Linked DNA regions of Sus scrofa: region 2 is linked to region 1. A link is a contact called in public promoter capture Hi-C data. All regions are on one chromosome and are shown on one strand. Each heading gives the region's core, a stretch centred on a gene start, on an enhancer-like site or on the middle of the called end of the contact. The rest is flanking DNA. Distances are from core to core; before and after follow the strand shown. Region 1 holds the start of TMEM219 (insulin-like growth factor-binding protein 3 receptor). Region 2 holds the start of ALDOA (fructose-bisphosphate aldolase A).

Evidence for each region. Promoter capture Hi-C pulls out the DNA fragments that hold promoters and counts their contacts.
Region 2: a promoter capture Hi-C map of fetal skeletal muscle shows a contact between it and region 1, with 2.3 times the contacts expected there. The contact joins the promoter of ALDOA here to the promoter of TMEM219 in region 1. A contact is called at or near these places in 1 of 5 promoter capture datasets (fetal skeletal muscle), 1 of 47 Hi-C or Micro-C datasets (embryonic fibroblasts) and 1 of 2 datasets of contacts at active chromatin or transcription factors (alveolar macrophages).

Annotation. Positions count from the first base shown.
Region 1 is chr3:18,163,930-18,170,127 of Sscrofa11.1, forward strand. TMEM219 (insulin-like growth factor-binding protein 3 receptor) reads left to right here and starts at 2,842. Exons shown (of 7, transcript XM_021088010.1): 1 at 2,842-2,948; 2 at 3,960-4,158; 3 at 4,253-4,322; 4 at 4,325-4,441. The coding sequence starts at 3,994.
Region 2 is chr3:18,241,124-18,247,399 of Sscrofa11.1, forward strand. ALDOA (fructose-bisphosphate aldolase A) reads left to right here and starts at 4,913. Exons shown (of 15, transcript XM_021087997.1): 1 at 4,913-4,973; 2 at 5,216-5,251; 3 at 5,984-6,127. It overlaps LOC110260082, which reads right to left and starts at 5,407. Exons shown (of 4, transcript XM_021088012.1): 1 at 5,325-5,407. The coding sequence starts at 5,365. LOC110260083 (a long non-coding RNA gene) reads left to right here. Exons shown (of 8, transcript XR_002342905.1): 6 at 851-989; 7 at 2,617-2,670; 8 at 2,811-3,260.

The sequences.
Region 1 (6,198 bases), core at 1,592-4,091:
AGTGGGAAAGGACTGGATTTAGTGTTGGGACTCTTGGGCTCTAGGTCTGGCTGAGGTTTAACTAACTGGGAAACTTGGGGCAAGGCCCTTAATTTCTCCAGATATCAGTTGAGCATCTGGAAAATAAAGGAGGGTGGTGGTATTGCTGAACTTAATCGGTTATCAAATTCCTTCCAATTCCTAGATTCTTTTTTTTTTAATCTTTAAAAATTTTTTTTATTGGAGTATAGTTGATTTACAGTGCTCTGTTAGTTTCTGGTGTATAGCAAAGTGAATCAATCATAAATAAACATATGCCTATTCTTTTTTTCCAAAGAGGTTATTACAGAACAATTCCTAGATTCTAAAATTCTATCAGCCACACTTATTTATCCTTTGAGAAAATACTTCCTGCACTTGGAATTGCATCTTAGTCAATCAATGGCATTTATAAAACATCCACTGTGCCCTAGGAGAGTGTGCTATAAATTCTGCCATGCCCATCCCCAAGTTTTTTAAGCGTTAATTTTAGTTGTGGGAAAATACACATAAAACTTACCATCTTAATCATTTTGAAGTGTATGGTTCAGTACTGTTAAGTACATTCACCTTGATGTGCAGCCATCACCACCATTCACCTCTAGAACCTTTTTCATCTTGCCAAACTCAAACTTTCAACCCATTAAATGATAACTCCCTATTTTCATCTCCCCTCCTCCCTGGCAACCACCATTCTACTTTGTCTTTATGAATTTGACTACTTTATGTACCTCATATAAGTGGAATCATACAATATTTGTCTTTTTGTGACTGGCTTATTTCATCTAGCATAATATCCTCAAGGTTCATCCATGTAGCATGTCATATAGCCTTCCTTTTTAAAGGCCAAATAATATTCCATTCTATGTCTATACCATATTTTATCTAATCATCTATTGATGGACATTTGGTTTACTTCCACCTTTTATTTCTTTTGAATAATGCTACTATGAACATGGTATATAAATATCTCTTGGAGACTCAACTTTCAATTTTGGGTAGATATATATATATATATATATATATATCTACCCAAAAGTGGAATTGTTTGATAATATAGCAATTCTATTTAACATTTTTTTCAAAGATACACTGGTCTGTTTTCCATAGCAACTATACTATTTTACATTCCCACACACAATGCACAAGAGTTCCACTATCTCCATAGCCTTGTCAACATTCATTATTTTCCTTTTTTTTTGGATAGTGGTCATCCTAATAGGTATGAAGTGATTTTTTTTTTTTTTTTTTTTTTTTTGCTTTTTAGGGCACAGCCATGCCATATGGAAGCTCCCAGGCTAGGGGTCCAATTGCAGCTATAGCCACTGGCCCATGCCACAGCCATAACAACCAATGCATGATCCAAGCCAAGTCTGTGACCTACACCACAGCTCAGTTAAGGGATCCTTAACCCACTGGGCAAGGCCAGGGATCAAACCTGCGTCCTCATGGTTGCTAGTCATTCGTCAACCGCTGAGCCACAACGGGAACTCCTGCCCATTTTTTTAATCAGGTTGGTTTTGTCATTGTTATTGTTGAGCTGTAGTTCCTTATATATTCTAGATATTAACTCCTTAGCAGATTATTTGCAAATACTTCCTCCCATTCCAGGAGTTGCCTTTTCACTCTATTGATTGCCTTCTATGGTACACAGAAGTTTTAAACTTTGATGCAGTGTATCTATTTTTTCTTTTGTTGTGTATGATTTTGATATCATATTCAATAAATTGTTGCCAAGTCCAATATCATGAAGCGTTTCCCCTATGTTTTCTTCTAACAGTTGTATAGTTTCAGCTCTTACATTTAGTTCTTCCATGCATTTTGAATTAACTTTTGCATAGGTTGTAAAGTAAGTTCATCCATTTGCATGTGGATTTCCCGTCTTTTTAACACAATTTGTTGGAAAGACAAGCTTTTCCCCACTAAATGGTCTTGGCACCCTTGTTGAGTATCTTTTGACCATATATGAGCGGTTTCTGAGCTATAAACTTTTGGGTAGGGTGGTACAGAAAAGACATGGTCTCTGTCTCAAGGAAGCCTCAGTAGAGTTGAATACTCAGGTTCCGTTTCAAACAGCATTTGTCCAGCGCTGGTTGTGTGCTCAGTAGGTCCACGTTTTCCCCCTTTAACCTCTTAATCTTCCCATCCAAACAGGTCGGATGATCCCCTTTAACAAAGGAGTAAACTCAGTCTCCAGAAAAGCACGGTTATGGCTTGTACAGGGGCAGGGATGGAGTCACGATTTGAACCCAAAGTTCTTGGCTCTAAATACCCTGCTATTTCAGGTTAATTTGGACCTCGTGTTAGAAAAATGCGGGCATAAGTGAAATGAGATGGTCTCTATTGAGCAACCCTGCAGCTCGAGGGTCCTATGTACTAAGGAGTCGCTAAAAGCCGGGGACCAAGCATGAAGTGTAGACGTTAAATCCCACTAAGCTGCAGAAAAGAGCGGAGCCCAAACCCCAAAGCCGCCCGGAAGGCCAGAATCTTTGCTGTGGAGCCCCGCCCCACCCCGGGCGGACCCCAAGTCTTCACCCGGAACCTGGGCGCGGCCGGGCTGTGCTATTGGCGCGGGTGGGAGACAAGCAAAAGCAAAATGCTTGCGACGAGATTCACGTTGAAATGCCCCCCACTATCTCTCCGGATGGAGCGTGTACAGTTTTACAACGTCTTCAGGATTAGCTTCCTGGCCTCTCTCCCTTTTATTCAACTCCCGCGGTGTTACTTCTTCCCCTTTGCCCCTGCAATGGATGTCCTCTTGGTACGCCCCCACCCTGACTAGGAAAGACAAGGTGGCCGCCCTCCTGGGCACTGCGCATGCGAATCCCCGCCGAGGGGTGGGGTGGGGGGGGTGGGAACGCGGACCCCGCCCCTTCGCGACTCCACGAGTGACGTCGTGGGGGGCGCCGGCCTCCGCCCGGCTGCGAGCGGTGAGAGCGAGCGGCGGGTGCACCCGACGCTGCTAGACCGGGAAGGGATGCGGGTTTTGAGTTTCTTCTGCAGGAGGGGCTTTGCGGGGGAGGGGAGGCCTAGGGGCACTAGCAGCCGCAGACCCTCGGGCTCTTTCCTCCGCCTTCCTGCCTTTACCCCCTTTCCAGAAGGGCCGGGACGGGAGGAAGGGCCGCGGTTGAGCATTTCCCTGGAGCCCTCCTTTCCCCCCATCCCATATGTTTAGCTCGCCTTCCAGATGTTCCTTTTCATCAGGCTGTCGCTTCTCGCCTGGGAAAGAGCACTCCACTTGGAAGCAGGAGACGGGTTTCAGACCTTGGCCCTACCACTCCCGTATTAAAAAGTCCTCAAGCCCCAGTTTTCCCTACGGTATTTTTGCCTTGCCTCACCTGATTTTGAAGATCAATATGACCCAGAGAAATAGAAAGGAAATGGACATTTGTTCAGTTCCTGCAAGGGCAAGTACTATGCAAACTGTTTTATCCGTTCCGTTTAGTCCTCTACTTGGTGTTCTTAGAATTCCCATTTCACAGATTCTGAAGCTCACAAAGCCAGTGAGTGGCAGAGAAGGATTCAAATTGAGCAGTTTAGCTCCAACGTGGAGTTTTCATCAGGCACTTCCCTTCCCTGGGCTGTTGGTTGGAACTGTTCTTCAGCCAGACCCTGGGCCCCTGGAACGGCTGCTTCCTGAATTTCTCCCCTTGGGAATTCTCCTTTTCAAGTTCCTTTTTCCAGTACAGCATACTCTGCTCTGCTTCCGCCTTGATTACTTGAGAAATGAAATGCAGCAAGCATTCATTGAGCGGTGCATGGAAACGAACACTTGGAGTCCAGAGCCGTGGATTCTTGTCCTGGCTTTGCCACTAACTGGCTGGGTAGCCTTGAGCAAGTCCCTTGTCTTCTTGGGGCTTTAGCTTCCCTTTGAATAAAATGGGTAAGTGCCTTCTTACTGGCAGGCTCTTGACCAGGTCTTCCTTCCTGTCCTCAAGCAGGCTCTCCCTGGAGGCCCAGACCCCTCTGCTCCCCATGGGCAGCTGCCAGGCAGTGCACAACCTGCATCTCTGCCTGGCCCACCACCCACCTCTGGTCTGTGCCACTTTGATCCTGCTGCTTCTTGGCCTTTCTGGCCTGGGCCTTGGTGGCTTCCTCCTCACCCATAGGACTGGCCTGCGCAGCCCTGACATCCCCCAGGTGAGTACTTACCCTCATGCTCATTCTTCCTTTGTAGGACAGCTTTTGTTGCTAATCTCCTCTCCCCTCTCCCCTGCCTTCCTTTTGCATACAGGACTGGGTCTCCTTCTTGAGATTGTTTGGCCAGTTGACCTTGTGCCCTGTGAATGGGACAGTTACAGGAAGTCGCATGAGTCTCACGTCGTGGGCTTACTGACCACCTTGAATTTCGGAGATGATCCAGACGGGAACAAGACCCAGACATTCCAAGCCCAGGTCCCCAGGAGTCAGATGGGATTGAAAGGTGAGACCAAGGAGGACTGTGGGATTGGGCATCAGAACACTCAGGTTTGGAGCTCCTGTTGCTCATTGGGTTAAGACCCTGACGTAGCGTCTGTGAGGATATGGGTTCAATCCCTGGCCTTGATCGGTGGGTTAAGGACCCAGCATTGCCGCTACTATGGTTCTGGTTACAGCTGTGGTGTAGATTTGATCCCTGGCCTGGAAACTTCCATGTGCCACGGATGCAGCTTTAAAAAAAAAAAAAAAAAAAAAAAAGGAAAGAAAAAGATACAGATGTGAACAGAAGTAGATACCTTTAAGGAGTTCCCGTCGTGGCGCAGTGGTTAATGAATCCGACTAGGAACCACAAGGTTGCGGGTTTGATCCCTGGCCTTGCTCAGTGGGTTAAGGATCCGGCCTTGCAGTGAGCTGTGGTGTAGGTCGCAGATGCGGCTCGGATCCCGCGTGGCTGTGGCTCTGGTGTAGGTCGGCGGCTACAGCTCTGATTCGACCCCTAGCCAGGGAACCTCCATATGCCATGGGAGCGGCCCCAGAAAAGGCAAAAAAGACAAAAAATAATAATAAAATAAAATTTTTTAAAAAGTAAATACCTTTAAGTGGGTACCGTAGAACAAAGGTACAATGAGAATACTCAGAAGGGCGTCAAGCCGGGATGGTGAAGACAGGCTTTTCCAAGGATACAGGGCTTGAACTGAGGCTTAGGAATGTGCTCCTCCAGCCAGAAGGCATGAAGATGGGGATTATGAAGACACATATAGGAACTTTCTGGGGTTCCATTTGACCGGCGCAGGGGAAGGAGTGTTAAATGAGTGGCAGGAGGTGAGTGAAGAAGCAGCAGAATCCCATGGAGAGTCTTGTGCCAAGCCAAGGTTGTTGTACTTTATCCAATATCTTCGGCTCGAAGAATTTAATCAGGAAAATAGTAAAATTTTGTTATTGTTGTTCTTTTAAAAAGATCACACGGTGTTGGCTGACTGCCTGGAAGGAATGTGTCCATATGCACAAAGACCAGTTAGGAGGTGGTTGCAATAAAAAGATGGTAAGACAGTGGTGTGAAAGAAGGGGACTGATTTGAGAGAGTCATTAGAAGTGTGGGATACACAGGATTTGGTGACAGATTCGATCTGGAGAACACAGAAGAAAGAGGAATTCTCTCTCTCTCTTTTTTTTCCTTTCTCTAGGGCCACTTCCCGCAGCATATGGAGGTTCCCAGGCTAGGGGTCGAATCAGAGCTGTAGCTGCTGGCCTACACCAGAGAGACAGCCACGCCAGATCCAAGCCGCATCTGCGACCTACACCACGGCTCACAGCAACACTGGATCCTTAACCCACTGAGCGAGGCCAGGGATCAAACCTGTGTCCTCATGTATACTAGTGGGGTTTGTTACTGTTGGGCCACAACAGGAACTCCATCTCTTTTTACCTTTTTTTTTATTCTTTTTTTTAAAAAATTACAGTTCATTTACAATGTTGTGCCCATTTCTACTGTATAGCAAAGTGACCCAGTCATACATACATACATATTCCCTTTCTTGTATTATCTTCCATCGTGGTCTATTCCAAGAGACTAGATTTAGTTCCCTGTGCTGTACAGTAGGACTTCATTGCTTATCCATTCTCAACGTAATAGTTTGCATCTACTAACCCCAGGCTTTCAGTCCATCCCACTCCCTCCCGCATCCGCCTTGGCAACCACACGTCTGTTCTCTATGTCTGTAAGTCTCTTTCTGTTTTGTAAATAGGTTCATTTGTGCCGTA
Region 2 (6,276 bases), core at 3,663-6,162, 79 kb after region 1:
ATCCCTTGTTGTAAGGAGAAGGTAACAAAAAATAAAATGAAAAAACTTGTGCCTTCATTCTCCCTAGATATGATCACATGCTCACTAGGAATTCTTTGGAGCTGGAGGCCTTTTTCTCTCTCTTTGTTAAAGAAAAGACAAGGTGAGATAAGCTAAGCTAGGGAGGTGTTAAAGGCTCTAGCAGCAAAATGAGACTTTGTCCTGGACTAATTGGAAGTGTTGAAAGGGAATTGGAAAGAGAATGGCTTTCTCTCTCTCCCCCTCCTTTTTTCTTTTTTTTTTTTTTTTTTTTTTTTTTTGGTCTTTTTGCTATTTCTTGGGCCGCTCCAGCGGCATATGGAGGTTCCCAGGCTAGGGGTCCAATTGGAGCTGTAGCCACCAGCCTACGCCAGAGCCACAGCAACGCGGGATCCGAGCCGCGTCTGCAACCTACTTCACAGCTCACGGCAACGCCGGATCGTTAACCCACTGAGCAAGGGCAGGGACCAAACCCGCAACCTCATGGTTCCTAGTCGGATTCGTTAACCACTGCACCACGACGGGAATTCCCCCCTCCTTTTTTCCCTCTTTCTCTTCCTCTCTTCTCCTCCCTCCCTCTCCTCTCTCCCCCTACCCCCCCTCCCGCTCCCCTCCCCCATTCCTCCTCCCCTCTCCCCCCACCCCTCCCCTCCCGCTCCCTCTCCCCCCACCCTCCCCTCCCGCTCCCCTCTTCCCCCACCCCTCCCCTCCCGCTCCCCTCTCCCCCCACCCCTCCCCTCCCTCTCCCCTCTCCTCCCTCCACCCCTCCCCCGACACTCTCGGTCTCTCTGTCTAAAATAAACCGAGGTGGTCCCTGGTCTGGGCGTCCTAGGACGTGTCTGAACACCCCGCGGAGGAAGAAGACAGCACCAGCCACTGCTGGCACGGGGCTGCAGCCCCTGGCTACACACACCTCCGAAAGACAGCGGCGACTTCGGACACCTCTCTCCCGCCCCAGCCTGACTCCCCAGGTGAGTCCCTCTCTCACCCCCGACGGACTTCACAAGCCTGTCTCACAGTTCATCCCGGGCCTGCAGTTGGCCGTTTCCCGCTCTTTCAGCCTCCTTGAAGGCCAGATGCGGTCCTGCGCATCCTCCTCCCCTGAGCGCCGCCGCCGCCTCGGCCCTGCGGAGGTGTACAGGTGCGATAGCATCGAAGGCTGTGAATAAGTAAATAAGCAGCCAGAAGTGGCCCGTTTCCCCACATGATACCCAGGGAAGGGTCCAGTTCCCCCTCCCCATGCTCTGGGGAGTGTCCTGGCGGTGCACCAGATCATTTATTATTCAGTGCTTTTATTGTCCCTGTCCCAAGGTAGGTACTATTCCAAGCAAGTTCAGCCCCACCCTTCATCTGTGCCGTAGAAAAGGCCGAGGCGGCACATTAGGGGAGTCGGAGGGAGACAACTAAGCGTTCAGACCATTTTCCCTCCTTAGGTTGGCTGTGTGACCTTGGGCAAGTGTCAGAACCTCTCTGAGCTCCAGTTGTGTACAAAGTCCCATTGCCTGGGCTCCAATCTTAGTTCCATCACTCACTAGCCAGGAGAACTTGTGCAAGCGATTTGGCTCCTCTGAGCCTCAAGCTTTTCATCTATAAAATGGGGACAGGAGCAGAAGGGCTGTGGGATGACTGAATGAGATGAGATGTGTGTAAACACAGTTACTATGTGGCACATTGTAAATAGTCATTGCGATCGTCATTCAAGGTTCTTGTTCTCTTTTTTTAATGACTCATGTTCTGTGCCAGGTGCTCTACCTATATTTTCTCTGAGCATCACAATAAGCCTTGGCAGTCTCTTAGCCCCACTTTCCAGATAAAGAAGACTGAGTCCCAGGGAGGTCAACTGACTTGCTCAAGGTCACACTGACACATGGTGGCAGAACTAGAATTCAAGCCTAGATCATAATTCTTTTTTCTTTCTTTCTTTTTTTTTGGCTATGCCCGCAGCATGTGGAAGTTCCCAGGCCAGGGATCAAACCCCACGCCACAGTTGCAACCCGCACCACACCTGTGGCACCACTGGATCCTTAACCTTCTGTGCCACACAGGAACTTCCCATAGTTCTCTTCTTTTTTTTTTTTTCTTTTTTTTTTTTTTTTTTTTTTTTTTTTGGCCACAGCGTGCAGCAGCTTCACATTTGAGCCCAGTTCCCAGATCAGGGATTGAACTGGGGCTGCAGTGATGAAAGCCCTGAATCCTAACCCCTGGACCACCAGGGAACTCTCCATAATTCGTTTCTCTCTGTAAAGTGGAAGTGATGGTTTCTGCCTACTGTTAGGAGAAAATAAGGGAAAGTCTGTGACGAGGGCGCCACTGACCCTCTAGTTCAGCAGAGTTCAGCTTCTTATTCCCCCAGAGGTAACTACCTAAGCATCAGCCTTTCATTTTCATAATAAGGAGGCTAGTGAACCCCATCTTGGTCTCTGGGAGGCCATATTACCTGGAAGCATTAGATCAAAATCAAAACTGCCAGATTCCTTTCCCACGTCCAAGCCCAGGTCCTCAGAGGCTCCTTTCATCTTCTGGGCTTTCTCTGCATCTCAGGTCTCCCACTTACCCCATGATTTTTGGAAAGCTATAGTCTTTTACTCTCTCTCCCAGGGGCGGTGTGAAACCATGAGTGATAATATCTCCATCGCCAGCTTTGAACTTCAGGTAGGAGACCTTATGGCAGTTGGACTATCTGAGAGGTCAGTTTCTCCCTGCTTCCAACAGGGGGTGTGATGTGGGTGGAAGCGGGGCCCTGGCCAAGTGGGGTGCGTTCATCACCTCCTTTCTTGCCTTGCAACAAACAGACCTGGTGCCCTGTGCTGCCTCCTGCATAATGCATGTGCTCGTGGTAGGAACAGAACCCCGTCCGTGGTGAGTCTGGCCACTGTGGGCCATGGACGTGTCCAGAGGCCTTGCCAAGGCTGATGTCTCTAGGATGTTGGCAGGAAATGAGGAGACAGAGGGAGTATGTGTCACCTGAAAATTTTCCTGGGGCTGAGGTGGGAACAGGTTGCATCTTGAGCCTCAGGATTCTGCAAAGAAAATAGGGGAAGACATGAGTTCCCATGGCTCAGCGGTAAGGAACCAAAATAATACCCACGAGGACGTGGGTTTGATCCTTGGCCCTGATCAGTGGGTTAAGGATCCGGCATTGCTGTGAGATGTGGTGTAGGCTGCAGACTTAGCTTGAATCCTGCATTGCTGGCTGTGGGGTAGGTCAGCAGCTGCAGCTCTGATCTGCAGACCCTAAAAAAGAAAAAAAGAAAAAAAAAAGTGGGCAGTCAGAGTGCCTCACAAGCCCAGGGAAGGCATCACCTCATTGGTTGGATTCCACTCATTCATAGAATCAGTAAGTACTCAAGGCCAAGCTAACTGCTAGGGCTTAAGATATGAAGATGAGGAGTTCCCATTGTGGCTCAGTGGTTAACGAAGCCAACTAGGAACCATGAGGTTGTGGGTTCGATCCCTGGCCTCACTCAGTGGGTTAAGGATCTGGCGTTGCCTCGAGCTGTGGTGTAGGTCGCAGACTCAGCTCAGATCCCACATTGCTGTGGCTCTGGCGTAGGCCAGCGGCTACAGCTCTAATTGGACCCCTAGCCTGGGAACCTCCATATGCCCCGGGTGCAGCCCTAGAAAAAAAAGACATGAAGATGAATCAGGGGAGTTCCTGTTGTGGCTCAGTAGGTTAAGGACCCAATGTTGTCTCTGTGAGGATGTGTGTGCATTTGATCTCCGGCCTTGCTCATTGGGTTAAGGATCCAGTGTTGCTGTGGCTGTGTTGTAGGCTGGCAGCTGCAGCTCTGATTCAACCTGTGGCTTGTGAACTTCCATATGCCACAGGTGCAACCATAAAAAGAAAAGAAAAAAAAAAAAGGTGAATCAGGGAGTTCCGGTCGTAGATTAGTGGGTTAAGAATCTGGGAGTTCCCGTCGTGGCGCAGTGGTTAATGAATCTCACTAGGAACCATGAGGTTGCGGGTTCGATCCCTGGTCTCGCTCAGTGGGTTACGGATCCGGCATTGCCGTGAGCTGTGGTGTAGGTCGCAGACGTGGCTCAGATCCTGCGTTGCTGTGGCTGTGGTTGTGGCTGGCAGCTGCAACTCTGATTCGACCCCTAGGCTGGGAACCTCCATATGCCGCGGGTGCGGCCCTAGAAGACAAAAAGACAAAAAGAAAAAACACAAAATCCGATGTGGGTGGAGCAAACCACTTTGATGGTGATGTGAGGGTTGAAGAGACCAGATGATGAATCTTAAGTTTGGGCACTGGACTTCACGCTTTGGCTCAGTGGGTTAAAAATCCCACTGCAGCAGCTCGTGTAGCTTCGGAGGTGCAGTTTCGATCCTCTGTGGTAGGTCGCAGCTATAGCTGGGATTCAATCCCTGGCCTGGGGAATTTACATATTCCCCCGAGTGCTGCCATAAAATAAAAAATAAAAAAACGCTGTTAATAAAAGTGAGTGCGATGAGGTTGAAACAATATTGAGGATAGTTCTATACAATTAAGAAGTAGCTTTGACTTTTACAGTATCCGTGGGAGGATACTGTTTCTCCTCGGTTTACACTGGAATAACACGGATTCTTCGAGGCATAGTGACTTAGCCGAAGTCACATAGCCAGTTGATGGTATAGCCCGGGGGTTCAATCTTCCCTTTGTAGCACACAGCGCACAATGAGGATCCGACTTAGGCGGGTATCTGCGGGAACTCCCCATTTCTATTCTGTAACTGCGGGAAAGCTCAGGGGACCCCAACTAAAAAGAAGAGCTGGTGACCAAAGAAGATCGCGAAGGGGAAGCGCGGGGTGGAGAAGGAGTTTTGGGTCTGAGCGGCCGCCGTAGGAGCGGCGCTCTGATCTCCATAGCAACCGCGAGAAGCAGCGGGAGGCTTCTGGGCGGTGCAGCGGCCTCGGCGGATTGGATCAAGCAAAGCGCGGAATCCGTGAACTGCCCGCCGCCCCGAGGGCGCAGGTAAAGCCGTTAGGTCGATGGAGGGAGCCCGGGGTTGGGGGAAAACAGGGGTGTGGTCTGGGTCGGGCAGGGCTTTCGAAGGTGGTGCCGCTCCGAATCCCCCGACCCGATCCCCACTGTGCCGACCAGGGACCATGGTTGGGCCTCAGTTTCCCCAAACCGGAACTGGGAGGTGGAGAAGGGGCACCCCAGCCTAGTGGCCCCTCTCAGTCTCTGAGCCCAGGACTTTCTCTCCTCTGCAGCTCCTGGACCGAGCGGCGCTATCCTGCCCCATGGACGTGAGTCCTAGGCCCCTTAGCCCTGTCTGGAGCGGCTCCCTCAGAGGCGTCAACTCACCCTGACTTTTCCTACCTTGGAGCTTGCACTGGAGAGGGATTTTTTTTACCCGACATAGATACTCCCAGTTGAGGACCAGAGCTGTGAGAGTGTGCAGGGTCGGCCTTCCCAGGAAAAGGCGCATGCCACTCTGGCAAGATGAGGAGCTGGCCAAGCAATCCAGAGGAAAGGGCATCCCAGGCAGAGGGAACAGCCTGGTCAGAGAGACGTGGGCCTGAGAGAGAGGATATAGGGCCTTTAAGGGAACTGCTAGGACTTCAGTATGGCTGGAGTGCCATGGGGACAGAAGGAGAGATAGGCAGCATTTGATTGGGGCTTTTGTCGCTGAGATAAGTTGAGACTGAGTCAGTGGGAGCCATTGATGGATTGTAAGGGGGTGTGGGGAGGAGATACACAAGACAGCTGGTGTGGAAAGGGGCACAGTTGCAGGTTGCAAGGCAGTTAGGGGCCAGTTCTGTGGGTTGAGGGATGGGAAAGTAGTGCAAAGGAAGCAGACCCGATAGATCTGTTTGGGGAGGCAGCCTGAAAGGAAGAGCAATAAGTCCCATTGACTTCCTGTCACCCGGTGGCTCTTCCTCCACTTTTCCCAGCCACGTCCAGCGTCGTCCTGGTATTTGTGTGTCCTTGCAGCCCCTCCGCACCTCCTTGTCACCCCTTCCTCCTGTGCTGTCCAGGCCTCCTCTAGCCCGTGGAATCCAACCCCGGCTCCTGTCAGCAGCCCCTCCCTGCTGCTCCCCATCCCCGCCGTCGTCATCATTGCTGTGGGCATCTATTTGTTGCTGCTGGGCCTGGTGCTGCTGACTAGGCACTGCCTGCTGGTGAGGGGCCTGGTGGGGGCCGAAGGGTGGGCCCTGAGGAAGAGGAAGCTGGTCATTTTGGCCCCCAACTGCAGGCCCTTACCATGAGACCCCTTTCCCCTTTAATCCCCGCATCCATCCCATCCCTGTCCCCAGCTGAACCTTCCCCT